3 separate regions of the Mus musculus genome follow, and regions 1 and 3 are each linked to region 2. The links are chromatin contacts, called in public HiChIP or PLAC-seq maps. All regions are on one chromosome and are shown on one strand. The core of a region is the stretch at or near the end of the contact, and the rest is flanking DNA. Distances in the headings are between cores, read along the strand shown.

Evidence for each region. HiChIP or PLAC-seq counts read pairs in DNA pulled down with a chosen protein or histone mark.
Region 1: a contact with region 2 is called in a FOXA1 HiChIP or PLAC-seq map of pancreatic cancer cells. The contact joins two enhancer-like sites. A contact is called at or near these places in 2 of 484 Hi-C or Micro-C datasets (cerebral cortex and embryonic stem cells), 4 of 115 datasets of contacts at active chromatin or transcription factors (bone marrow-derived macrophages, embryonic basal ganglia, memory CD8 T cells and 1 more) and 1 of 9 other capture datasets (embryonic stem cells).
Region 3: an HNF4G HiChIP or PLAC-seq map of pancreatic cancer cells shows a contact between it and region 2. The contact joins two enhancer-like sites. A contact is called at or near these places in 3 of 115 datasets of contacts at active chromatin or transcription factors (embryonic basal ganglia, memory CD8 T cells and pancreatic cancer cells).

The regions. Positions count from the first base shown.
Region 1 is chr13:45,819,211-45,822,183 of GRCm38.p6, reverse strand. All of the region lies in intron 3 of Atxn1 (ataxin 1), which reads left to right. Among named protein-coding and RNA genes, the nearest start is that of Atxn1, 140 kb to the left of the region's middle. Within about 2 kb of position 1,488, at least 78 of the 459 cell types and tissues checked have an H3K27ac peak or open chromatin away from gene starts, as enhancers often do. A contact at or near this core is called in pancreatic cancer cells, where this site is marked.
Region 2 is chr13:46,159,772-46,162,938 of GRCm38.p6, reverse strand. No RefSeq gene overlaps it. Among named protein-coding and RNA genes, the nearest start is that of Gm45949, 100 kb to the right of the region's middle. Within about 2 kb of position 1,443, at least 78 of the 459 cell types and tissues checked have an H3K27ac peak or open chromatin away from gene starts, as enhancers often do. A contact at or near this core is called in pancreatic cancer cells, where this site is marked.
Region 3 is chr13:45,717,568-45,720,401 of GRCm38.p6, reverse strand. All of the region lies in intron 5 of Atxn1 (ataxin 1), which reads left to right. Among named protein-coding and RNA genes, the nearest start is that of Gm34582, 190 kb to the right of the region's middle. Within about 2 kb of position 1,456, at least 56 of the 459 cell types and tissues checked have an H3K27ac peak or open chromatin away from gene starts, as enhancers often do. A contact at or near this core is called in pancreatic cancer cells, where this site is marked.

The sequences.
Region 1 (2,973 bases), core at 239-2,738, 340 kb after region 2:
AGTCAGCATCACTAACATCAGCATCATCAGGACATAACCCAAAGCACATGCTTTTCTAGGTTCTGAGATAATGTCTTTATAAATATCCCACTTGATAGATGCATGATCCTGCCACAGGATCTTTGTCTTACTCTAACATAACACCCTCTGCCAAGTTCCAGTATTACACCCTGTGATGGTTTGTATATGCTTGGGCCAGGGAGTGGCACTCTTAGGAGGTGTGGCCTTGTTGGAGTAGGAGTGTCACTGTGGGAGTGGGGCTTTAGTACCCTAGTCCTAGCTGCCTGGTAGACAGTCTCCCACTAGCTGCCTTCAGATGAAGAAGATGTAGAACTCTCAGCTCCTCCTGCACCATGCCTGCCTGGATGCTGCCATGCTCCCGCCTTGATGATAACAGGCTGAACCTCTGAACCTGTAAGCCAGCCCCAATTAAATGTTGTCCTTTAAAAGACTTGCATTGGTCATGGTATCCCTTCAACTGGCTGAGTTTCTCACTGCTGCATGGACAGATACTCGGTCATCTCCATTTATTCGAGAGAAGCTTAACAGTCTATGTAAGCAAAGCAGTACCTATTTCTTCCAAACCTGTATCTCCAGAGTTTGGATCTAGACTTCATGTGTCTGGAGGCACAATAATTATATACCGAGTGTATGTGCCATTCAATTGGCCCAGTAATTCTGTGCTAATACTAGTTACGTTCTGCAGAGTCAAACAACAGAGGCTCGGTGTGTAAATAACTTGACCATATTTGCTCAGCTTGTGAGTAATGGGGACTATAATTCAAAGTCATTGTGTCTGTCATCAGGGCCATTTGCCCGACAGCTCCATTTTGCTATCCATCATTTGCTGCTGCATAGAGGATCTTCTTTTCATGCAATCAAATCATCATTTGTTTAATTCCTTGAATTCACCTTTATAGCATAGAATCATGTTCTGTTTAGGATCATTTCTATTTGCATGTTCAAAGGTCTCCCCGCTGCTCGCCCCCATTTTAGCCTGGGTTGCTGCCAGCCCTCTGTAGCTCACTGGAGGCTAGCTCCTGGCATTGTCTAGGCTCTAAAGCTCTGTTGGTATGCAAAAGCTGCAGACCTGTTTCAAGGAGGAAGCGTTCCCAGGTGATCCACGGGGTAGCATTATCTCTGCAATGTATGTCGCATCATGCCTCGTCGAATGGCGTCTAATGACCTTGGGTCTGAGCCGGTGCTGACATGTGACCCGCGCTCATTTGTCACTTTCTACATTGTGAGATGTACTGAAATAACAGGGAAGAGGAAAAAGCAGACGAGGGCCTCTCCTGGATGTCTGGAAACGGTTAGCAATGCATGCAGCATTTACTCTTGTAATTCTCTTTTGTTTGTTCTGGGTTACAAGGGCCAGCTTTGAAGTTAAAAATAAAACAACTATTGTTAGAAGCTGAGGTGGTCACCCTTTATAGTGGAGCCTCAGGTCCGGATGAGTCACTGCAAAGACTCCTCCTGGAATGTTTGCAGGGCTGGCCAGTGGGCTGGATAAATGCTGGCGTCCTTAACTGGGCTGTACCAAATCCCTTCCTGGCTCCTTTTGATTTGGTGCAGAGGGGGAGGCCCAGGGGCTCACAGGAGCCAGGCAAATTCCACAATCACTTAGCCCCAGACAGACCCAGACCAAGCCCCAGTACCCTTGATAGAGCCCATTCTTTTTGCCTAGCTAATCTCCCTCTATACTAGTGGTTCAAAGCCTTCCTAATGCTGTGACCCTTTAATATAGTTCCTCATGTTGTGGTGACCCCCAGACATAATACTGTCATGTTGCTATCTCATGCCTGTGATTTTGATATTGTAATGTATATATCTTATATGCAGGATATCTGATTAAAAAAAACAAAAACGCCTAAGTGGCAGAGACACACAGGTTAAGAACTTGTTTACCTAGCTGTAGAGCCATCTGTTCCCTGTATGCTGAAACTCATTCTTAGGTCTTGTGTTAGCCAATTGGTTATCAGCAGCCCATGCTCCTTGAGTTACCTGGTTTCTCTGCCAGTCACATCTTTGGACCTGGTTTGACTTAACACTATTCAGAATGGCTCTGTTAAAGGCTTCATGTTATCTGTTGCTTTTTCGCCTCCTCCCTCTTCTCTCTCTCTCTCTTTCTCTCTCTCTCTCTCTCTCTCTCTCTCTCTATATATATATATATATATATATATATATATTCATTTGCTGCTGCGTAGAGGATCTTCTTTTCATACAATCAAATCATCATTTGTTTAATTCCTTGAATTCACCTTTATAGCAAAGAATCATGTTCTGTTTAGGATTGTGTATGTGTATATATATATATATATATATACATATGTATATATGTATATATACATAGTGTATATGTATGCCTATATAATGTGTGTATATGGATATGGATATATGTGCATATATATATATATGTGTGTGTGTATGTATGTATATGTATGTGTACATATGTATGTCATGTGTATGTATATATAATGTGTGTATATATGTGTATATGTGTATGTGACTGTGTGTGTTTTGCCTGCATGACTGGGTATCACCTATATGCAGTGCCAATGGGATCCAGAAGAGGGTTTCAGAACCCTTAAAACCAGAATTACAGATTAGGGTACCATGTGGGTGCTGTGAATCAAAGTTGGGTCCTTTGGGAGAACAGCAAGTGTTCTTAGCTGCTGAGCCACCTGTCTAGTCCTTTTTTTTTTTTTTTTTTTTTTCACTAAGCATTTCTTCACTCTGTATCCCAGGCTGCCCTTGAACTCACTACATATTCCAGGTTTCTATTACACGTGGGGCAATCCTCCTGCTTTCTACTTAACTTCTCAGTCTCAGACTCACACTCACAAGTGTATGGATAACATGTGTGAGCTACTACTTTGCCTCTCTATGCTGTTCATGCCTTTCAGGGTCCTAGGATCCTCAGAAATGAAGGTCTCCATCTTGGCTGGTGTGTGTGTGTGTATGTGTTTTAAA
Region 2 (3,167 bases), core at 194-2,693:
CACACATACACACACAGATACACACACAGATAAACACATTCACACACACAGGCACACAGAGACACACAGACACAGGGACAAAAACATACACACAGAGACAGACAAACAGGCAGACACACAGAGATACACAGGCACACAGACATACACACAAAAACACATTCACACACACATTCACACAGAGACACACACATTCACACAGAGACACACAGACAAAGACACACACAGGCACACAGAGACATACAGACACACACACAGATACAGACAGACAGACAGACACACACACGTAGACACACACACACACACACACACACAGAGGCTGTGAAGAACTGTTTTCCCAGCCCAGGCTTATTTTACAGGCAACCCAATATACCTCAGACGACTTGATTTTTTTCACGTGAAATCTCTTTTTCATGTCATCAGGGATTCTTTTCCCCTCCTGCCTGCTTTGGGCTATTCTCCTATCCAAGGTGGCCTTCCAATTGTCCTCTACAGTTCCCATCCCTCTGGATTCAGCTTCCTGAGTTACCTACTTTGCCTCCTCAGAAGTTCCTACTTCTCAGTAGAGAAGCTGTGTGTTCTTCTGACTTCCTCAGACCGAAGGATAAGCTCCTTAAGTTTGCATGTTTATATATTCATCTAAATCCTCCTACCACGCAGCTGAGGATGGACACAAACCTATCTTGCAGCCTTCAAAACAGGGGAAGCGCTTCCCAATAGCAGCCACTAGAGGTCGCTCATCCACACACTCTTGCCCGGCCCAGGTTCCCGACTGCACATGGATTACTAGACAAGCTGGAAGTAGGGCAGGCTGTCTTTATTTCTTTTTCTCTCCAACACAGCCTCGGGCCATCAGAGCTTCTGATGTCAGGGTCCCTGCCGTGCAAGCTGCAGAACAGAAAGCGCTGCGAATCACAAAGGTCACTGCCTCTGCTCTTTGCATCCACTGCTCACCTGAAATCTTCTGCTTCTCCGCCAAGAGCCCCAGCCCAGGTTCTGATTGCTTTTTCCCAGCTCCAGTGTTCCCGAAGTGGGAGGGGGAGCATGTGACCACTGAGTGCAATGTATATGCGTGCTTACAGATTATGCCTCAGATCAGCGATGTGTGGAGAAAGATTTCCACACACATGCTACTCCTATGATCCTCGGGGAGTTTCTGAGCTGGGCACAGCGCTGGCCTTTGCATAATAAGCCCTAGCAAATGGGCCAAGCTTAAGGTAGAGACAGTGATCAGATCATACTTAAGAGACTTCATGAGCCCAAAGCACCACTATGAAGCAGTAAGTTGGGAGATCGGACTAATGCTGTAGATGGGTGGGAAGGGAAGAAATGAAGGCAGCTCTAGCTCAGAGAAATATGAGCCTTGCGTGGCTGAGAGCCTAGCATGGTGTCCTGTGGGCATTTAGGGGGCGGGCAGAATGCCGATGGGAGTTGACAGTGACTCATTCAAGTGGCCGTGTCACTTGTAAACATCCAGGGAGTGTGCAGATGCTGGGAAGCAAGCTAGCACAGTGTGGATGAGTGAAGTTCTGGCTGCCAACCCCCCTAAAAGCAAGCTCAAGCATGCCACCGGCAGTTTCTAAAGTAGCGTTTAGACCTGCTGGCCAACTTCAAAGGGAAGGCACCCTGATCAAAAGGCTGTATTCATGAGCATGTGCAGCTGGACTCCCTGTGCTCTGGCATTGATTAGCCATGAGTTAAGCCCTCTGTACCTCAGCTTGCTCACATATGAAATGGGACTGATAGTCCTAGCCCCCCACCCCCCCCCAACCCCCGCCTCACAGGTGTGGCTAGACACAAAGTCCTTAGAGTATAGTGCCTGGTGCAGGTCCAGGGTAGAGTCACATGTTACTGAGTTTGAAATGCAGCATCAGGACATCATTGAGCCAACTTGTGTACACACATCTAGACAAGCAAGACATCGAGAAACTATGCTTTCCAAATGGTCTTCTTGTTCTGGCGTAGCAAGTCGGTAGGGACACCTGGGAGCAGAGTTGGATTGCCTTTGCCCTCTCTCTCTCTCTATCCCTGCAGGCCACCAGTAGTGTGTGTATTGTCACACTGGGAGGCTATGCTAGAAGATCCTGGGGTTTTCACCATGCCAGGTCACAAAGAGCCCTGATTTACAGCCCTGTAACAACACTACTTTTAAAGAAGTCTCTCACCTTGCCTTAAAGCCTTGAAGTGGCCACCAACTCTACCTCCCTGTGAATGGGGCTGCTCTCAGGTCTCCATTTTCAGAACAGAGAGGTATCGTCCATATGAAAGATCATGTTCCGCAAGTAGCTCCACCCCCTACCCCCAATCAGCTTCCCCAGAGTATCCAAGAGCCACCAGCCCTGGGAGGCCCACTGTTCATTCTGACACTGAGCAACAAAATAACATTCCTTGACTAGCTCAAACCACCTGGAACCTCGACATTGTGGGTGGGTCCAGTTTCAAGGCAGAAAGGGGTCCCGATTGTCTTGCCGCTGAGATACAATGTAGCTCTGTCTGGTCTTCCATCCAGGCCATTGGGGGCTCCTCCAAATCTTACAGCACCTCATCTGAGTAGTTTTCCAGTTTGGGAAATAGGGGTTCAGAGAGTACAGGCTGGCCTTGAACTCCCCAAGGATGACTCTCTACTTCTGATCCTCTTGTCTCTATCTCCCAAGTGCTAGGATTACCACCCTCAGCTTCCAGTTTCCATTGCCTTCCACAAATCAGATCCTTAAACAGCTTCGATCGCCTTGTACACATTTTTCAAGACCATAGCTGCAAACTGGGGCATGCTTGATTGGAGAGCAATAACCATCATCGATTTTCCACCTCCGTAGCCCTTAATCACTTTAAATTTCATTTCCAGGTCAATTACTCCATGTGACCTCTTGCTGGTAACATTAGCAGCAGATTTTTATATTTAGGGTCCACGATGAACAGAGCATGAGGTTAAATCAAGCACCAGAGAACGATGCTATCAACACACACTGTAAACCTAAACACAGGATCAAAGGATTCAATGGCGAGTCACACATCGTGTTTACAGTAAGTCCCCCCCCCCCACTAAGATAAATTGTGCTGGTCAGTTTTAACTATCTGCTTGAACCTAGGATCACCTGGGAAGAGAGTCTTAATGGGGAATTATCTAGACCAGCTTGGCCTGTGGCTATGTCTGTGGGGGATGCGTTTTT
Region 3 (2,834 bases), core at 207-2,706, 440 kb after region 2:
CAATCATAAGCCACCATCCCTTCTTTGCTGTGTGTGTATATGTGTATGTACCTGTGTGTTGTGGTGGTGGTGGTGGCAGCGGCGGTTGTTGTTGTTATTCTGGTACACAGTGATGGAGATCAAATCAGGATGCATGCTAGGCAAACATTCTACCGACTGAACTACAACCTCAGCACCAAAACTTTCAATGAAGTCTGACTAAATTTGGCCCCCCTTTCGGTGGTCTAGGCTTCTAGAGGGTGTCACATGCTGGTACGAAATTGGACATGATATCAAAAGATGGCCTAGTCGGCCATCACTGGAAAGAGAGGCCCATTGGACTTGCAAACTTTATATGCCCCAGTACAGGGGAACGCCAGGGCCAGAAAGTGGGAGTGGATGGGTAGAGGAGTGGGGAGTATATTGGGGACTTTTTGGATAGCATTGGTAATGTAAATGAGGAAAATACCTAATAAAAAAATTAATTCTAAAAAAAAAAAAAAGAAATAGGACATGATTATTTCATTTGGAAAATAGAAGCAGAACTTACGTTGCAGAACTTGAAGCAGGACCATTGGGCACAGGAGGAAGTAGGCTCTCCTGGTCTATAGGATGCAGCCAGCCACTCCCCAAATAGACTCTTCATCAACTCTTGTCTTTGAGGTCTCTTGAGCTTCAGAATCAGAGCAGTTCGTGTTGGTCCAGAGAGGGTGTCATGAATAGCCTGGTTTGCTTTTCACCACTACGTAATTTTGAACATGGATAAGGGTAATGGAGATATGTGGGGGGAACAGTTTCTATTACATCCAGATCTGGTGTCCAGGTTATCTGCTTCCTTCTACCTGGGCCTTTCCTTTCTCCAGAACAGTTTATGGGCCTTTCCACTTCCTTTGCCTTCTTTGTTTTATGTTTATCTACATGTAAGATTAAAGACTCAAACATCATGAGCAAACTTAAGTACTGTATGCAAGCTTTCTTGGTTTCTAGGGCTACCAATTTTGATAAGATACACTAAGCATTTAATGATAAGTTTTCTACCATGGGGGTGGGGTATTACTGCTCTTTTATATATGTGCTGTATATAAAATGAATCATAGTTTCCACAGTGCTAAAATGAGCAAATCATGTGGCCTCATACACAAGCTATATGTGTAGCATAAGAGCTGTAGCATGTGCCTTTTCCTGGGGAAATATGAACAAGTGAATGTGCACCTAACCATGCTAGATGGGGCGTTGGTGAGCAGACCAAAGATACACTTCCACCTGAGTCTAGCTTGTTGGAGCAGCAAGCCCACTGGGGTTGCTCACAGGACAGGAGTGGCTCCTGCCCATCCCAGCATAGGTAATGACTCCTCCTCAGGATGACATCACTTCATTCCCCCACGTGATTCACAAACAGCTTCAGCAAGGAGTCTCCTCCCATTCACAATGACTGACTGTCATCTGACTCCTCAGAGGAGACTTCTAAGTTTCCCCAAGTCCTTGTGAGCTTCCGCATCTCACTCCAGGAGGGAATGGTTTGTTTGTTTGGGAGGAAACACATGCATTCCAGTCCTGCTATTTCACACAGGTTTTGCTGTTTAAAAAGCAATGCTTTCTGGGAAAGCCCAGGAAATCCCAGGGGTCAAGGCTGACTTCTGGGGATCCACAGGACCAGGAATCAGTGCGGGCTTTAGGAAAGTAACACAGAAAACTCACTCTGAGTAACCCAAACTGGAGGCACACTGCTAAGCAAGTAGGCAAGCTTCACCGACCCTCATTTCCACCAAAGGTACCCCATTTCTCAATAAAGCATGTCCAAAAAAGGGGTGAAGGACACAATATACACACCAGGTGGGAACAGGAGGGAAACAGTCTGGACACCCCTCTCTCTGACCAGCTGTTTAGATGTATGTATGTTCAAGAATTGGAGCTTTGCCAAATGGAGAGTTCTGGATTAATAATAATGGTTGTATACAATACTGTGAATCCACTGAGGGCCACTGAGCTGCACACTCAAGATGGTGGCACCGAAGCTGGGGAGATGGCTCAGTCCATACAGTTCTCGTCACACAAGCAGGAGGACCTGAGTTTGACCCCCAGCACCCACACAAAAAGCCAGGCAGAGTGGCATCCACGTGTAATCTCAGTGCCAGGGAGGCAGAGTTGGGCTAACAGGCATAGCCAGAACAGCAAACCCAGGTCCCAGTGAGCCCTGCCTTGAAAGCTAAGGTGGGTGCACACATCTGCACATACATGCACCCATACATGAAAATGTAAAGGAGTGAGAAACACTTAAGATAGTAAGTTTGGTGTGGATGTGTCCATGTGCATGCATGTTTGTATATTCATAGATATCCTGAAGGTTGGCTGAAAATACCTTTTTGTGTCTTCTTCTTATCTACATACATCTTCTAGTTGACTACTTTTATTCATCTGTTTGTTTGTTTGTTAATGCATATAAATAATTATGGAGGCCAAAATTAAACCTTGGCTATCATTTTTCAGGAGCCATCCACCTTGTTTTTCTGACAGTCTCTCTCATTGCCTAGAGCTTTCCAAGTAGACTAGGCTGGCTGACCAATGAGCCCTGGAGGGTCCATCCACCTTGTTTCTGCCTCCCTAGCAGAGGTATTCAAATCATGTGCTGCTACATCTGGCTTAAATTATGTAAGTTCTGGGAATTGAACTCAGGTCTTTTTGCTTGTAAGATGAACATTTTATCCATTGAGGTTAGTTTGGGCGAAAGCCACATGAACGAGAATTACTGCCTAGAAAAACAGGCTGAATTTAAATCAGCATCCTTTGGAATTTAGCTAGTGTCCAGCCATACAGAACTGTGGGATATCTTGGCCTTTTTTTTTTTAAGTAGAAGA